Regions from separate parts of the Arabidopsis thaliana genome. Here region 1 is linked to region 2. The links are chromatin contacts, called in public ChIA-PET maps. All regions are on one chromosome and are shown on one strand. The core of a region is the stretch at or near the end of the contact, and the rest is flanking DNA. Distances in the headings are between cores, read along the strand shown.

Region 1 (3,395 bases), core at 743-3,242, 34 kb before region 2:
GATTATGTGCGGTCTTGTTTTTGGAAACCAAAGTTCTGACAAAATCTCAATCTTCCCAGTTGTTATTTGTTCATTGTCTAATTAATGCTGCTCTCGATATTTTCCAAGTGTAGGGCTTCACTTGTGTCAAAATTTCCCAAGGACTATTGTTTATATATAGGGTTAGAATGTCATTGAACTAGTTGTAAGCATATGTTTAGAGGAAATCATTTGATATATCTATACCTACTAAATATTATATCAATGAAAATTTGATATTCTCAAAAAAAATGAAAATTTTATATTCTCATGTAATATTCTTTAATCTGCTTTCTTTTGCCAAGCTAAGTACGATACATGGTTGTGCTTACGTTTATATATCATAGGTAAAAATACAAAGGCTTCAACTTTGTCTAGGATGCATTGACGACGACCTATACAAAATCCATGGTGGAGACTGGAGAGATTGATAAATTAGAATATGCATACTCTCACTTAAATTTGTCCATTGAGAGTATGAGTATGAATATGCATACTCCATGTTGCGGCCATTCTTCATCTAGTGAGTGAAAAGGTATGTTTGCTTTTGTTTTTTTAGACTATGTGCAATGGAGGTCTTTAGATTTTGTTTTCAATAAATTATTCAACTGTTTAATTATTACAATATAGCTTCGACAACAACACAAATCTAATGTATTTAGATGGTTTCATATTTTTAAATAGAAAATCAGTTTGCAAAACAAACAATTAGTACTACGTACCTTAGATTTGTATTAATGATGGTGTTGAAAAAACAAAAAAAAATCATTTGTGGATTCAACATAGTTAAAGATTCAACATGTTGAAAACAAAATATGAGACCACATGTGACATGTGTTTTTTTTTACTTGATGTAGAAATTTATAAGATTTTTATTTTACTCCTATATAAGATCAATTATTGTATAAACTAATTTAATTTTTATGGTTTATATCAAAATATCAAAACGCTTTATTTTTATTTTCTCTACAAATAAAGACTTGTTTCACTTGATTTGAACATAGAGAACAATATCTAATTTATTATAAATTTGTTTCCCTCATAATGTTTTTTTTTATTATCTTCACATACACTTTTGTTTTAACTTTCAGACATCTCTTTAAAAAATACATCTCAACAATAAGATTATAAAATAAATGACAAATTTAATTAAATTTTAGTTACCTTAATTTAATTTCACTTGATAAGTTATTTTAATATGTAACTAAAAATATTTAAGAAAATCAGAATATGAGATTAAAAAAATTATGGGGTAGGATGCTGGATTTTATTATTAAATAAATCATTGTAGAAGTTAAAATTTAATAGATGTTAAATGATTAGGTACAAGAGAATAGAATGTTAAAAAGAAAAGAAAAACTTTGGAAAAAACAAACCAATGTATAGTAGCACACCTTATAATCTAGTCCCGCCGCAGCACTTAGAACTACAATATTTTTTGGATTTTGTATTATTTTTTTTAATATACATTAACTTTGGCAAAATGGACTATAAAAATCAAAACATCACATAAAACAGAAATTAGAGCTCGGAACTAGTTAAAATCACCAGAGACATCAAATTCCATCGAGGAATTCCAGCGTTAATAAAGGGCACTACTTCACTTCTCTTTTGGCGGCTCGGTCAAATTCTGTAACCAGTGTGAACGATTCTGTTTCGAAACCTTAGAGCATCCGCAACGCAAGGTTTTAAGCTGGTTCTTATGTTTAATCCTATTTAAAATTAATGTTTTAATGGGTATTATCTCAAGAGCGCCTCTTAGGTAAGAGCTAAAAAATTAAAGTAAGAGGCGGCACGTGTCGCTCATTAAGAAAGTGAGGAAGAAATATAAAAGCAAAAAAATCTACTCTCTTCCTCTTCCTCTTCCTTCTCTCTATCTCTTTAACTCGATTCCTTCTCTGTATCTCTGCCTCAAATTGAAACAATCGAAGGAGTCTCTAATTTTTCTGAACTTCGGCCATCCTTCCGCCGTTATGTCATCATCTCCACCTACACTGGCTCTCCACGGTGACTTTCGTTCATCTAATCGGCGAGTTCGTCTTCAACAAAACGACAATCTCGTCAAGAAGCTTCCTGATCAGCTTCATCACAATGTTATGGTGAGTATTTATCCTTTCAGTTCTTCTATTTATAATTCAATTTTGCTCCTGTTTTAATGTATATGATGATTATGTGTTCTCTCTTTTCTATTTCAATTGTAGGATATATGTTATTGTTATATAATATCGTTCTGCTATGAGGTTTAAGAGTTTACCAGTAAGCTATTGAGGTTAGTTGTGGAGTTCAAATTGGTTTACACTGAAGCAATGGATTTTTTGGTGGCTCTCAACACTCTAACCCGGTGGCTCCACCATGCAAGATATTGAATCCCACTGTTTGATGAAATCAGCTGTTCTCCGTAACCTCTCCGATTTCGTCACATACGCTCCTGAGATTCCTTTCACTGAATCTGTTGAGAAAACTATGCTGCTATTAAGGTTTTCATAGCTCACAAGGTTAAGCTTTATTGCAAGCATCATCATATTTAGCTTTAATATGTTGTACCTGAATCTCTGAATTATAGTCACTCAAATTAAATATGTGTACGTAGATCATGAATCTATGTTTTGCATTTGACAAGTTTTGATGTGATTATCAACTCTTCAAACACCAATTACACCAAAAAAATTTGACTCTTTTTTTAAGAACCCAATTTAAAATACTACCATTGGACAATGCTAAAAACTAAAATTCTTACCCAAGCTCTAAGTTTAACAGTTTCAAAATTAATAATTAAAAAATTGCTAAAAACCCTTGTTAATATACTACCATTGAGGATGGTCTTAGTATCCTCGGCAGTGGCGGAGGCATGGCTTTGATAGGAGGGTCAGTTGACCCCGATAAAATTTTAAAAATCTATTATATGTCATTATCAATTATTCTACTACAAGAAATTTTGATGCATATATATCCTTCTAGACTTCTACTTTAGCACAAACTTTCGAGTTGACTCGGCGTGGACATGAAAACTTCACCCTCTATGCCTATGCGCTACTCGATATCTCAAACGAATGGTTTGTTCTCCTCACCGAGTCATGCATTCCCCTATTCAACTTCACAACTATCTACACGTACATAACCGAATCAGAGCATAGCTTTATAGGTTAATTTGATCATCCCAGTGCCTATGGCCGAGGCCGCTACTACGGCAACATGGCCCCTGAAGTTTCCATAGACCAATGGAGAAAAGGGTCTCAGTGGTTTTAGATGGAAATTACATTTTAACTCATTTTAAGTTATACACAAACAAATTTGTATGTAAACACACCGAAATGTAAAGAAATAGGAGTATCAAATATATAAAATAATATTAAAAGATGTAGTTATCTTTGATAGAA
Region 2 (3,650 bases), core at 581-3,080:
TTACTACCTTGAGGACAAGGTGGCTTTAAAAGGGGAGAGTGAGATTGCATGTGGAGGAAGCGTTAAGGAAATACAATGTGGACATGACAAGAGTGGTGAAAGTTAAGAGTTGGAGCTAAGGGCTGAATATCTGGAAGAAGTTTCAATGTTGGGATCAGGGAAGGTTGCTAAAGAGAATGGCGATGAGATTGAATTTTTTGTGCAATCCGTGGTGAAACACAATGAAGTTGTAGCTGGAAGTACTCAATACATGCCAACCAAAAGTGAGAAGGATCAAACCGTGTCTAAGATGGCAACCTTAACAAAGAAGGTAAGGATTGCTGATTTGATTGGAGTAGTTGAGGTCTGCATTTCTCTTAAAGCTGCATTTTCAAGGCTAGTCTGTTTATTAAAAGACATGGAGGTTCTTGAGAGACAAGAAGTAGAGACTAGGGAATTTGCTACCCTAGATTGGAGACAATATAAACTGATCAAGGAGTTTGATGTGGTCATCATGGACAAGAAAAAGGTTGCAGGTGCAGGATCGACAAGAGTTAAGACAACTTTTCCAAGCTTTCATTTCCTTCCACCTTGAGGACAAGGTGGATCTCAACGGGACGGTATTGATAAGTCGCTTATTCTCTTGTTGGGCCCTTTCTAGGCTGCGTCATTTAGTATCGTTTAAGCCCAATAGGTTTAGGATTCTCTTGCTATTTAGTCTCTCTGTTCATCTCTGTAAAGGATCATCGCTTAAGATCATCCAAACAATGTTTATCTTCCTTCTCTCATGTTCTTCTCCTTTCTACTTCTGAATTCTTCTGCTTCTCACCTTATTTCTTCTATCATCTCATCTCTTTCTGTTACTTAACTTGATAGCCTATTTTGGGTCTTATCAAAAGCACCAGGCCACATGCGAGAAAAGGGTGAGTCGAACCACAATCACGAACAACACGATAATATGGTGAATGGTCCTTGTTGATTGACATTAAACCTTTCAAGAAAACTCCTTAACCTCGCGTCTCGCTGACACAAGACACCCTACATCATACGATAGTTAAACGGTTAGAATAGTCAAAAGACTTCTTGTTATACAAGCTGTAAACCTGATATAGAAGTTTTTGGTGGGAAGGTTTTTTCCATATATGATGATAAGTGTTTCCCTCCATGAATGAGGAAGGCGGAGTCGAGGTTCTCACTATGATGGAGATGCTTGGACGCCGATGACCCCCGAGGTCTAATAGTAGGCCGATAAAACATTAGCATACGATTTGAAAGCTAGCCGATTTGTGATGTGGAAGCCTACTTAGATGTTGGATTTTAACACTTTGAATTGCTTCCATGAGTAACCGTAGAAGGTGGTGACCGGCTTAATGGGTTCGGTTTCGAGAAGCCGAGATACACGACTATGATTCCAGGAATGAGTGATCAGAGATGGTAGAAACTAGCTTCTACAATAAGTGCTCATTTGGAGACAGATCGAGTAGAGATAATCAATATAGTTCTAAACCGTAGTGGGTAAAATCATGATAAGGAAGACAAGGCATGTCGAAATTGGGAGACTAGATCGTTTAGTTTGAAGAAAGAACGTAACATCAAACCTAGCTTGCTGGCTAAAATAAAAGGAAACACATATCTGGGCCAAGGTGAGGAAACGTTGAGCCAATTAAACCGAAGTTGGGTCTTGACAAAAATAGACTTGAACCAATGCCCAGTTGGCTAGAGAGAATGTCTAGTCAGTTAGTTAGTGAAGACATCTATTGTGATTAGGTTTCTGCGCATGCTGTCTTAGACTTCACCAGAGATGGCGCAAAAAATGGTCCAAGAACCTCCAACCACCAGAACCTTTCCGATACCTCGAATCTGAGCCAAACTAAATTGATAACAAACCAAAGATGGAGATGTTCTAAGGAACCCAACTGACGAAAAAAAAAACGAGCAAAAGTTTGTTGATGATTGTAAGACCATCTCCAATGTATAGCTCTATATCTTACTCTAAAATAGAGAAGGGTTTCTCTCAAATGTATATCTCTATTTTCTACTCTAAAAAAAATATTTTTAGAAATATTCTATTTATATTTTATATTATATAATTTACAATTTGAGCCCATATATCATAGTTTTGCAAAATTCCCATAAAATATGATATTATTTAAATTAAAGACTAATTATATATTAAAAAAACATTACATCATATAACAATAATAAAATATTACAAATTTTATTTTAAACAACACCATTAGAATATTTTTTCCCACATATGATCAATTAAAGGAAGAAAACAAAATTTTATTTTGTGATTTGAATTTCGTTCAAAACCCAAATATTCGTGCATATTTTGAGATTGAATAAGCACGGATTTTACAAAAATGACGTGTCCAACAACAAGATCAATATCAAGAAACTCCTCCTCCATCTACTTCATTTGGACAATATTTTAACTATCTTGGTGGATCTACAAGCAATTTACCGGAATATTAAATTGCTAGTTTTATGTTTTAGTTTTCTTATGTTGTTTATTTTAAATTTAGTAATTATTTACTTATTAATTTTATAAAACTATTTGTTGTAGTTGTTGTTCGTAAAATGATAATATGTATTAAATAAAAATAAATAAATTTGATGGACCAGAGTATAAATAAAAAAGTTCAACTCTAAAATAGAGTAGAGAATAGATTTACTCTATATATAGAGTAATTCTGCAGAAATGTCTATTTTAGAGTCCAATATAGAGTAAGGTTGGAGAAGAATTTTGAGTTTTACTTTATGGTTGGAGTTATTGATAACTTGTTGTAAAAGTGATTTGGTGATGCTTATTTTGCTGTTTTAATATTATACATTTTGAAGGAGATAAAGAGAATTCAAAAAAGAAAAAATGTTAAATAAAACATAGAATGGATAAACTGGTGCATATTATATAGCCAAAACATAAATTGATTCCTTTATAAGAAAAAAGAACCTTAAACCCCATAAAAAACTTAGGATCAAAGAGAAACAATGCTGAAAACATACTACTCCAGAAGATCGACTAAACTCATACTATGAGTTTTCTTCGATCTCAACGAACACTTACAACATTCATCTTACAATCGTGATGTTTTAAAAAATAAACATCTACATAGTTAAGTCCATATATAATCTCACCCGTGTGAGCATGCCTCTAAGACTACTTATAATGGTGCAGTTGATGCTTCCGTTGAAATTGTTTTTCCAAAGTTGTAACACTTCAAGCATGGCAATTCTCCGATGAAATCCGATATTTCCCCGTGGAGTTTGTTTCTGAAGAGATTCAAAACTCGCTAGAGTCTCTCCCCTGACATTTTGTTAGACAAATACATTGATTTCAAATTCGTAAGCGTTCCTAGCTCCCAAGTTAATGGCCATGAGAACACATTCTTGCAATAAAAGCGTATTGAAGATATTTATTTATATTGGTTTAATTCTGCGTTTGTTTCGGCCAGAGTTCATTAACCATTCTGGTTTGTAAGAAACCAATATGTATCCCATCGTCAATCCAATGGAAATACCAGGTATGGATCCAATTGCAGCTGCTGTCCAATTCATCACCTCTTCTTCATCTTCTTCAGGCTCTGGCATTTCGGATTGTTGTGGTGTTTTCTTGTGGATATCTACACAAACTCTTTCAAGTGAAAGGCCAAAGAGTCTCGGGTTGT

What was found. ChIA-PET counts read pairs in DNA pulled down with a chosen protein or histone mark.
Region 1: a contact with region 2 is called in an H3K4me3 ChIA-PET map of shoot, with 11 read pairs. The contact joins the promoter of AT5G25990 here to the promoter of AT5G04165 in region 2. A contact is called at or near these places in 3 of 26 Hi-C or Micro-C datasets (callus, root and rosette leaf), 1 of 2 datasets of contacts at active chromatin or transcription factors (shoot) and 1 of 3 other capture datasets (root).

Annotation. Positions count from the first base shown.
Region 1 is chr5:9,075,976-9,079,370 of TAIR10.1, reverse strand. It overlaps AT5G25990 (core-2/I-branching beta-1,6-N-acetylglucosaminyltransferase family protein), which reads left to right and starts at 1,992. Exons shown (of 3, transcript NM_122500.1): 1 at 1,992-2,117; 2 at 2,977-3,071; 3 at 3,180-3,264. The coding sequence starts at 1,992. The coding sequence ends at 3,264. AT5G25995 reads right to left here and starts at 2,540. Exons shown (of 1, transcript NM_001343956.1): 1 at 2,245-2,540. The coding sequence starts at 2,540. The coding sequence ends at 2,352.
Region 2 is chr5:9,041,130-9,044,779 of TAIR10.1, reverse strand. It overlaps AT5G04165 (a long non-coding RNA gene), which reads right to left and starts at 1,830. Exons shown (of 2, transcript NR_142737.1): 1 at 1,577-1,830; 2 at 879-999. It overlaps AT5G25920, which reads left to right. Exons shown (of 5, transcript NM_122493.3): 4 at 1-19; 5 at 110-640. The coding sequence ends at 574. RLP52 (receptor like protein 52) reads right to left here. Exons shown (of 2, transcript NM_122492.1): 2 at 3,403-3,650. The coding sequence ends at 3,403.